2 separate regions of the Triticum aestivum genome follow, and region 1 is linked to region 2. The links are chromatin contacts, called in public Hi-C maps. All regions are on one chromosome and are shown on one strand. The core of a region is the stretch at or near the end of the contact, and the rest is flanking DNA. Distances in the headings are between cores, read along the strand shown. Region 1 holds the start of LOC123097637 (inactive glucose-6-phosphate 1-dehydrogenase 4, chloroplastic). Region 2 holds the start of LOC123097633 (SNF1-related protein kinase regulatory subunit beta-1).

Region 1 (5,521 bases), core at 222-2,721, 490 kb after region 2:
TCCTCATTGATTGAAAAAAGTTCACATGATTTTTGAAGGATTTTGATTTTTTCCCTTCATATTCCCGTGTTTTGAGAAACTACAAATCAGAGGCCCATAAATAGGTTCATGAAGAAAAACCAAAGCTACATGCCCATAAATAAGTCCACAAGCTCACGCAGGAGCATAGCTCATTATACAGACACATCGTTAGATGTTGCGTCAACTAACAGTCTACTCTCTCTGCATGGGCATAGTTTGCAAATCTGAGTTTGTTTTTGCGGGCTCCAAACCTGAGTTATGAGTGTAATTTTTGTATACTACTTTTGCACAACAACCGCTTCCCAATTTACATTTGGAATTTTGTCAATGATTGGATACACCTCGAAAACATTGATACCATCTTGTGGCACTCCAAAAATTACGTTAAAAATTGGTGGATCAATTTATCATATGCCAACACCCCTCATAGGAAAGTCATGGTCTCTCTCTCAAACAAGAGAAATGCCCATGTCTTCTGTCACAAGATCGTTCCACATCCAATCCTTCTAAGCTTAATTAAAGAGGAGGCCGTGCTTTGGGCCAAAGCGGGTGCTAAAAAGTTAGAAAAAATAATATTAAGAGAGTAACACTTTTGGTTGTAGGGTATCTTTGTAACAATAAACTTCTTAATTAATAGACGAGGCAAAGCTCACGCCTTTGTTTAAAGAAAAACAATAACAATAGCGACGATGACAATAATATTTCTCATACAAATTCAGTAGTACCAATTTGTGTTTGTCATAACCAAGAACTTGGATAGTGAAACTGCATCCCATGCTTCGAAACGGCAAAGCGGTAGCTGATAGCGAAAAAGTTTAGCTCCCAGGAGCACGCGTCCTTTTTTTGCGATGAAAAAGGAGATGCATCCACACAGCCGCGGTACACTCTACGCGACTATAATTTGCTAAGCGGTCAGCGACTCTATTTTGATCCTTATTTAATTTCTGGGGAATAAACCCCCCATCCCTCATCAATGCCTTAATTTCAGCTACGAGATGTCCATAGGCAGAACGAATCAATCCATCTCCTGTCAAACTCGATAACGCCACACTAGAATCAGATTAAACAATCACCGAAAAATTGGAGTGTTGTATAGCAAATGCCATCCCTTGCATAAGCGCATGTATCTCCACTTCCAATGCATCATTGCAATTGAAAATATATCAGTATGCTGCAAAAATAACTGATCCATCATGTCGCTGGAGAATCAACCCTACGGCTGCGGCGCCATAATCAACTGAAAAAGATCCATCAACTGATAGAGCAACGGAGTCTGTAGTAGGAGGTGGCCAATGCTTAGGAGCAGGATTAATTCTCGCTTGGGGCAAAGCCCAATCAGCAACCGGCATTTACACATGAGCAACGTTATTTTTAGACTTGCTGCTCTGTACGTATTTCGCAAAGCAAGGAGTACTTTGTCACTTTCCTAGGGCTTTTTTGGCTGTACTGCGAAATGTCCATCCCAACGGGGGCGGCTACAGAGCGTCGCTATCCACTCCCTCGTGATAACTGAGACCGACGACACGTACAGCTAGCTACTGTCGCGTGGCTGTCTATCACTATCAGATCAGCCGGGGCCTGACAGTGACACGATCCTGGCACCGGCCACCGCCGTGAGACTAAAAAGAAGCGGGGCGGGATACGGCGGACCGAGAAAGAAGCGCCAACGCCGAGCATGGCTACCACGGTCCTCGCCGTGACGGCTTCAGCAGCTCCAGCGCCGCCTTCGTTGGGGGCTGCGCGCTTCAGCCCGGTGAGTACTCCAGCCGAGCTCCTGTGGTTGGTGGCCGTCGTGCCTTTCGGCCTCCTTCCACCCTTGTGGCGCGCTTGACCTGCTTGATAAAATGCCTTTACCAAGTTGCTATGGTTATGGTGCTATGCTGGATTCTGTGACGATGGATGCGTCATGCGTCATTCCTACGGGCCAAGAGGGGTGGATGGAAGGGCAAGTGCTCCTGTCTCCTATCAGGATATTCGATGAAATGCGTGTGTGAGCACGTGATTCTTGTGGCTCGTTCTGGCGCCTGAGGCTGACGGAATGCTGAGGCCCATATTGCCTACAGATGATGCTTGCGTTCTATTTGTTCTGCATCTGGTTTAGTTACTGTCAGATGTACTAGTAGACATGGACACATTCAAGTGCTGATCAACTGCTGTTTGATGCTTCTGCGCGTAGGTTGCAGGACCTGCTGTCACTCTTAGAACGCAATGTTGGATTGCTGCCAAGATGAAGCTCCACAAGGCCCTGAGGAGGCATGGATCGCAAGTTCAGAGAAAGCTGGAAATTCAAGGGGTTGGTAAAATTCCTGACTGCTTCAAGGTTGCATCGCTGACTGGAAGGATAACTCGTCGGAATGTACAGCTTGCTGATGGTTGGTATTCGGAAACCACTTGCTATTTGCTACTTCAAGTATATCTATCAAAATTATGGGATTCCTGGCTTATCATTCCCGCAGTTTTACATGTGCATGGCACTAGTTTGCTTCATGCCTTTGAAAGTTATGTTCAGTTTGCATTATTTGTGAAATATGCTAGTCCCCAGATTTCACCATACTATCTTACTACTGTCATCACAAATTTCTCCGTGGTTATTTGCTTGCATCCAGATGCTTTCACACACACTGACACACATTATTTCTTCCTTTTATGTAGAAACTGGAGGTGAAACAGCAAATACAAGCTCTGTTATGTCAGATAACTCGATCGATGACAAAAGTTCAATGCATCTGGGACTCAACCACTCTGAAGCTGATCGTCCTGTACTAGAGGAAGGCGTTGTTCTGTTTGATAACTTTGATGACCAACCTGAAAGTATACCATCTCTTTGCATTGCTGTCATTGGAGCTACTGGCGAACTGGCAAGAAGTAAAGTCTTCCCAGCACTATTTGCTCTGTATTACAGTGGTTTTCTTCCTCAGGTATGAGCACAACATGTCATAACTTCTGCTTGCCTTCATTTTTATTCTTTTTTAGAACGATCTGTAGCAAACAAGCCTCGATCTTCAATCCTATATTTGTGATCAACCCGCTGAATCATCAATTTCTATTTAGGATTAGTTCCATATTTCCCATACATAGTTCGGCTTAGTGCCAATAGAGGTGGTGTTGTATATGTGAATAATGATGTAGAATAATCAGATTTTCGAGTCCTTATGGGAGTTTGAATCTAGTGACTGCCTGTCAGCTGTCTGTATTATCATTTCATCATGTCACGACTTCAATGCTTTATATTGCAGAATGTTGCCATATTTGGATATTCTAGAAAGACATTAGCAGACGAGGATTTAAGATCCATGATTGAAGCCAATTTGACCTGTCGGGTAGATCACCAGTACGTTTCTTTGGTAGCAGACCTTGACTCCAAGCTTCATGCTATTAAATTTAGGAAGTTTTCATCTGATATATATTTATAATATTGTTGTGCTGCAGTGAAAACTGTGAAGAAAAGTTGAATGAATTCCTTAAAAGGACATACTATGTCGATGCAGGACATGATAACAAAGATGGGATGGCGAAACTAAATTCGAAAATGGCACAGATAGAGGTGAGATTACATCATACTTCTGAAATTCTGTTGGATCGAATTCAAGTGCTATAATTGAACCTGGGCTTTGTATGTTAATTCCCAACTTCTCGTTTCAAAGGGCATTTGTGCAGCAAACCGGATATTCTACCTTGCTGTTCCCCAAGAGGCACTTCTTGATGTGGCATTGCCATTATCTGACAGTGCCCAAACTAAGCATGGCTGGAATAGGATAATTATTGAGAAACCATTTGGCTTCACTAGTTTGTCCTCACAACGGGTAACACAGTCTTTGCTGTCAAGATTTGAAGAGAAGCAAATCTACCGGTGACCATCTTGTATCCATGCAAGTTACAAGTCCTGTCACTAGTTTTTACTGCACCTTTCATTCCATTAAATCTTATTGCTAAACATTATATCACACAGAATTGATCATCTTTTGGGGAAGGATCTAATTGAAAATCTCACTGTCTTGAGATTTTCTAATTTGGTGTTTGAACCTTTATGGAGTAGGAAGTACATACGCAATGTGCAGGTACTTTTGAAACAAGCTCATTTCACCAATGTTTTTATTTTTACACACACACTGCTAATGTGCATGCATTGTTACAGGTCGTTTTTTCTGAAGAAACATCAGCAGAAACACAAGGGAGGTCAGTTAACATGAAGGCATTTCTCTTACGGAAAAAGAAACATCACTAAGTCATCATCGATAAAAGAATGCTGAAGCCCTTTAGGTTACATCATCATTAGGCACCATTTGTTTTGCACAGTCTAGATATGGCTATGCTGGTTTTACGTAAATTAGCACAAGTTCATCCTGCTGAGTAATTCTTAACAAAGGAAATTTAGTACTGCACCAGTTTTAATCCTGGTTTTATGCTGCATGATTAGCTTATAACTGGGTTGTGACCTTCAATGTAGTCTCTAATTTACTCAGGGTTTTTAATGAAAATTTAGTCCATTATTAGTGCTCCCATTTTACATTTATATTATCATTTAGTTCCTCCACCATGTCATTTCAGGTACTTTGGAAACTACGGGATAATCCGTGACATAGTGCACAGCCACATTCTTCAAACGATAGCACTATTTGCTATGGAACCACCTGTAAGTCTTGATGGGGAGGATATCCGCGATGAGAAGGTAACCGAGTAGAGCACTATAATTTTATACCAGAGGAAACCATGCACTTACCATCCTAGAAGTTAAAAAATGCTAATATCTGTTACAGGATTATGAAAACTATATATTATGCAGGTGAAGGTGCTCAGATCAATTCGAAAAGTGGACATTGAGGATGTCGTCCTTGGTCAACTCAAAGATGCCTCTGGTGACGTTGACCGATATACAAAATCAATGACACCTACCTACTTTGCTGCCGCCATGTACATTGACAATGCACGTTGGGATGGGGTACCTTTTTTGATCAAGACTGGAATGGGACTTATGGAGAATAGGTACTCTCGATGAGTTCCATAACTTTTACCATTAGATGTCTTAGCTGGTTTATCTCTTACTCTCAAAAGAAGTTAGTGTAAGATTTCAGTGACCTCATCATATCCTTTTGTTATAATGGAATCATCGTTACAGCTTCCATAAATATTTGAATTCCCGAAAGGTAGAAGTGCATAGTGTTTCCTATGCCTAGGTAACACTGTTGTGTCATACTCCCTCCTCCCCCCCGTCCGGAATTAGTTGACGCTCAAACGGATGTATCTGGACGTGTTTCAGTATTAGATGCATCTGTTTGAGTGTCAACTAATTCCGGATGATGGAAGTATTATTTTCAATAGCCCACCCTCCTCTGAGCACATTATTGAGATCTTTGAATGCTTATCATTTAAGGAAAAACAAAATATCACTTGCCTAATTGATCAAGTATAGCTGAAGATTCTTAATCCTTCATTTCCTTCAGAGCTGAGATTCGTATTCAATTTCATCATGTCCCTGGCAATATCTACCGTGAACGTTTTG
Region 2 (5,600 bases), core at 2,727-5,226:
ATCAACTCAGCCACTACGTGATATCCATATTGTTGGGAGGCTCAACCCTAAAGTGAATCTATATCCATAATTGTATATGTATACTTACTCGCAGGCACCCTATAAGAATGAACACATTTCTTCTGAACCACCCTACTATAATGGCATCAGAGGAACTCCACCACTGCTCAAGTGTTTATATCAAAGACAAAAAAAGTCTATGAAAGTTGTGATTGCTAACTTGTTATAAAGAGGAAGACATAGATGAACTATTGAGAGGAAGACAAGGCTGAGATATTAAGGTTACACCCAAATCCCAATGTAATGATACATAAGCAGAAACCATAGATGCTACAAGGGGAGTTAAAGAAGAGAGACAGTAAGGTTGTAATATTGCTTTTCCGAATATGCATCAAAACATGTGTCTTTTTGCATCGGAAGGAACACGTCAAAATGATACACTGTACAAAGAGAGAACTGAAAAACAGAGTCAAACAGAAACCAAAAACTAGCAATGCAAAAAATCAAAACTAGGAAAAAGGAACCAAAACCTAACAGCATGACTACCAAACTAGCAAAAAAAAATATAGAGGCAGCATCTGGAGGCGTAGCATTTTCAGAAAAACAAGGGAGTCGCTTGTTCTGTGAGCCTCCTCTAACTCCCACCTCGTCAGATGTAACAATATAATACCATGTATTGGAATGGCTTTATCTACGCATTCTCTCTCCTAGTAGATATAGCTATTGTTGTGAACCTTGATTCACCATGGGATAACTACTGTGCTGTAGCCAGACGGGCATGGCTGTGAGGGATTGGGTAGACATGGGTTTAAACGAGAGAATAACTTGAGAGGGTGATTGATTGTTCTTGCCTGATTAAAACTGAGACACAATGCATCCTTATATATCGGCTATTTTGCCTCTGGACGTTTTCTAATACGACTGGACTCCTTAGTCCCCAACTGCTATAGAAGCTATGTACTGGCAACACCATAAGAGAACCACACTTAGTCTTACTGCATAATAAAACATCCATTGTTTTGGTGTTTCTAAGGTTGTATCTAGGAGAGAAAGAGTGTATGCATATGTTGTATCTAACCCTTGTTTTATAGCAATAAATGAAGACATAAATATTTAATACTGCATATTTCACTAGAATAGAGCATTCCTTGTTATTTTTACCCCTATGCTTATAATGCTTGCAGTTCATCTAGATGTAACAGAATTTTCTCATTTCCATCTGTGCGCCTACTCGATTCATATGGTTCTACCAAGTAAAGGGCAAGATGATTTGGGTGCATGTTCGAGGTAAGAAAGGGCGAAAGGATATCAACATGCAAATGCACTGAAAACAGAAAAATGAAAACACCATATTGCGCCATTCCAAAGCTAAGCGGGACAGTCATGTTGTGAGCATCGATGTACTCATTTAATGGATTTGAACGTGTCAGCTTTACTAGTGACATCAATGAGAAAATTGATAAATGGAGCAGCTGTGGCAACTACTAATTGCGTATATTTATTTGCTTCAATTATTTTCAGTTTAATCAATCCTTAAGGCTACTGCCCAGGAGAATGGAAAAACACCTAACGCATCAACAACAACAACAACAAAGCCTTTAGTCCCAAACAAGTTGGGGCAGGCTAGAGGTGAAACCCATAAGATCTCGCGACCAACTCATGGTTCTGGCACATGGATAGCAAGCTTCCACGCACCCCTGTCCATGGCTAGTTGTTTGGTGATACTCCAGTCCTTCAGATCTCTCTTTACGGACTCCTCCCATGTCAAGTTCGGTCTACCCCGACCACTCTTGAAATTATCGGCACGCTTTAGTCGTCTGTTATGCACTGGAGCTTCTGGAGGCCTGCGCTGAATATGCCCAAACCATCTCAATGATGTTGGACAAGCTTCTCTTCAATCGGTGCTACCCCAACTCTCATATATCATCATTCTGGACTCGGTCCTTCCTTGTGTGGCCACACATCCATCTCAAAATGCGCATCTCCGCCACACCTAATTGTTGAATATGACGCCTTTTAGTCGGCCAACACTCAGCTCCATACAACGTTATGGGTCGAATCGCCGTCCTATAGAACTTGCCTTTTAGCATTTATGGCACTCTCATGTCACAGAGAATGCCAGAAGCTTGGCGCCACTTCATCCATCCGGCTTTGATTCGATGGTTCACATCTTCATCGATATTCCCATCCTTCCGGGGCATCGACCCCAAATATCGAAAGGTCCTTCTGAGGCACCACCTGCCCATCAAGGCTAACCTCCTCCTCCTCGTTCCTAGTAGTACTGAAACCGCGCCTCATGTACTCGGTTTTAGTTCTACTAAGTCTAAAACCTTTCGATTACAAGGGTTCGTCTCCATAGCTCTAACTTCCTATTGGCCCCCGTCCGACTATCATTGACTAGCACCACATCATCTGCAAAGAGCATACAGCATGGGATATCTCCCTGTATATCTCTTGTGACCTCATCCATCACCAAAGCAAAAAAGATAAGGGCTCAAAGCTGACCCCTGGTGCAATCCTATTTTAATCATAAAAACACCTAACGCATAGTTACATTATATCCAATACTTGATGTCAATGCACCACAAGAGATCTACATTCTGCAGACAGTAATAGCATAATCCCAGGAATGTAGCAGAAGGGTTGGTTCAGAAGTAATAGACAGTATGTCACTGAGAAAACAAATGAGAAGGAAGGTGACCGACATACCAATCCAATCTTCAGCCGTAATAATAGAAAACAATATACATCAGGTCACCCACTCTAATTGAACAAATTAACCCGATATTTTTCCTTTGAATGCTTAGACACGACCTACAGTACGACTGTATATCAAGTATTAGTTTAATTTTTAAAAGCACCTAAAGTCATGGTCTGAAAACCAGCATCAGTGTCGATATGAACCAGAGCCCTAACAGAAAGCCTATAAATTCCTTGGACAACCCACACGGAGACATCATTCTCATGACTAACTTACACATCACCATTACAGTGCCTAAACTAACTATTGGGCAAGGGGCAAACGAAAATTCTAGACCTAACGAATCTGCTTCATGTTAACTTTTAATCAAAACAGAAAAAACCCATAAAAAGTCTGTACAATCAAACGGTCATTCAACAGTTTACACATAATAGAACCTCCCTGTTTACTGTCCAAGTAGCATAGCTTATTCTGAAACAGTTTGCTGCTTAGGAGAAAACAATCAAGCTCGCACAAAGGACTGCCAAAGTGTCTTCCTGCATTGTCATTACAATCAGTAATACTAAGATGAAGTAGCAGCAAGTAGGCTCGCGCTTCTTTGCTCTATTCTCGCGCAGGGATCAAACAGTTTATCCACAGGAAGGGCAGCATTAGCTAAAAGTGAATTTGGAGGATACCGAGCCATTTCCAGATCGCGGCCACTCCTCGCGTTGGGACCCTAAGCCAACCAGCCAGCCAACCAACCAACCAACCAACCAACCAACGAAATCAGTGGAACCTCCACATCTGGAGATCACATACGAGCACCAGCAGGGGGGGAAACTAGGCATCCGAACCGAACCAAACTCTGTAGCAGTAGAGCGAGCAAGGAAATGGAGAAGAGGGTGCGGGATCTGGTGATCTGACCTGGGGCACGAACATCCGCGGCGAGAGGGAGCGGCCGGGGCTCCCGGGCGGCGATCCGGGCCCGGCGCTGGCCCCCACGACACCCACCGAGCACGCACGGCGCACGTGGTTGGCGCCTCCGCCGTAGGGAGGGAAGCCGCGGGCCGAGGAGTCGTCGCCTCCGTCCTCCACGTCGACGTCGGCGGCGTCGGCCTCCCCGGGCGCGGCGGCGTCCTCCTCCCTGCCGCTGGCGTTGCCCATGGCCTCCTTCCCTCCTTCTCTCCTCCGCCCGCCCCCCGCGGCGGCGAAATCACGGAAGTGCCACTCACTGCGTTGTGGCGCTGCTGTTGCGCGAGGGGGCAAGGAAGACGAGCGAGAGAGAGAGGAATGGCTGCGCCCGTTTGGTCGCGTAATTAAGCGCGTGCCGCTGCCTGCCCCTTGCCCGGGAAGCGTGGCGGCACCCGTGCACCCGGCGCTCGTGGGTTGCACCGTCACCGTCGCGTCGGCCCCACGTGGCCCGGCCGCCGGTCGGTGCAGGAGGGTGTAGCGCACGGAGGGCCGTGTTTGGTGATAGTATGTACGTGACGTGGAGCGGGCCCCGGCCCTGGTCACGGCGCGCACGTTCGGACGGGCGTTGGGTGAGGGGGATAGAGGAGCCTTCGGGCGACGGCTCCCGGGACCCGAAATCCGCCATCCGTCTCTGCAATCTCATTGGCGTGTTGTCTCGCGAATCCTTTGCGTTGAAGAATTGAGAATCGTGAAAGGGATGGGTTCGTGTCGAGGAACATGGTAGGTGAAGGATTGGCCTTCTGGCGGTTGCCGTCGCGAGTATCACCCAAATTCCAGTGTTTGTCGTGCCACTGCAGGAAATTTGGCAACACTGTCGTCGTTCGTTTCATGTAGGTTGCGCCTCATCTAGAGCTTGGATTTGCGTCGATGAATTCTGAACCATTTTTATTTGATGTAAGTAGGACGAGAGACGACCTAACAACACTTAGTTAATTAGTTATGCGTTCGGCATGCCTTAACACGAAAGTGGTACTACTCCGCATCGACGTGTGATCCATCTCTACCAACACTACTCAGCTCCTTCTTCGAATCTTACCTCCAAAAAAAAAAGTCCTTAATCGAATCATCGGGAATCGATTGCTGATACAGATGGATCCGGCCACCGTCGAATTATCTAAGGCCCTTCCCAGTGCTTCGTCATGGACAAGTGCTAAGCATGTCACATAAGCGAAAAAATGACATGGCACAGCAATTAAAGAGAAGAGAGAGCATTTTATGATCCCAGAAAGAACCAATGTCAAGCACCTGAACCTAGGCAATCCACTTAAATGAAAGAAGTTGACCAATGCATGACAGAGTTTAGGTGCTAAATCATTAAATAAAGTAAGCGCGGCAACGACAAGACAAGCTAAGCGCATATGCATTGGAGAGTTGACTTGCTAAACTATATAATGCACTTAGCACCTCATCTAAGCATCTTTGCATTGGAAAAGACCTAACGACACCAGCAAAGAGAGTAAATAGGATAAAACTACTGCAATTTGGGTTAGGGCTCCAAAAACTATTATTTTTTTTCACTGGTAACTATCAAGTCTGAACGAATAAATTACAATTCTCTTTCCGACTGCCTCTAAGAGCATCTATGGGGCCTCAGACCTCAAACGCCCGAACGGGTTGATCGGTCACAAAATACTGACTCACACAGGCGCCTCAAACCATCCTCAGACGTCCGAGTTGTCCGGCGCCCATCATATCCAACCCAAATATGGGGCGGATATGGGGCAGCCCGGGCTCGTCCGCTACGTCGGCCCGACCCATGCCGACCCCACATATATCCCCTTTGATAAACCCTAGACCTCAGTTCACTCCACTCTCTCCGTCTTCTCCTCTTCCCAATTTGTTCTTTCCCCTTCCCAATATGTTGTCTCCTCTTCCCAATTCGATCCATGGCAGACGACAGCAGCGGCTCCAGCTCCAATCTCGACGAGGGCGACGTGCGGTCGCT

What was found. Hi-C and Micro-C count contacts between places; a contact is called where the count stands out from the background.
Region 1: a contact with region 2 is called in a Hi-C map of leaf, with 5 times the contacts expected there. The contact joins the promoter of LOC123097637 here to the promoter of LOC123097633 in region 2. A contact is called at or near these places in 2 of 5 Hi-C or Micro-C datasets (both in leaf).

What each region holds. Positions count from the first base shown.
Region 1 is chr4D:314,264,142-314,269,662 of IWGSC CS RefSeq v2.1, forward strand. LOC123097637 (inactive glucose-6-phosphate 1-dehydrogenase 4, chloroplastic) reads left to right here and starts at 1,472. Exons shown (of 12, transcript XM_044519426.1): 1 at 1,472-1,774; 2 at 2,198-2,393; 3 at 2,674-2,939; 4 at 3,258-3,352; 5 at 3,451-3,565; 6 at 3,666-3,871; 7 at 3,971-4,079; 8 at 4,157-4,197; 9 at 4,570-4,690; 10 at 4,805-5,004; 11 at 5,463-5,521. The coding sequence starts at 1,697.
Region 2 is chr4D:313,769,427-313,775,026 of IWGSC CS RefSeq v2.1, forward strand. It overlaps LOC123097633 (SNF1-related protein kinase regulatory subunit beta-1), which reads right to left and starts at 3,977. Exons shown (of 4, transcript XM_044519424.1): 1 at 3,608-3,977. The coding sequence starts at 3,847.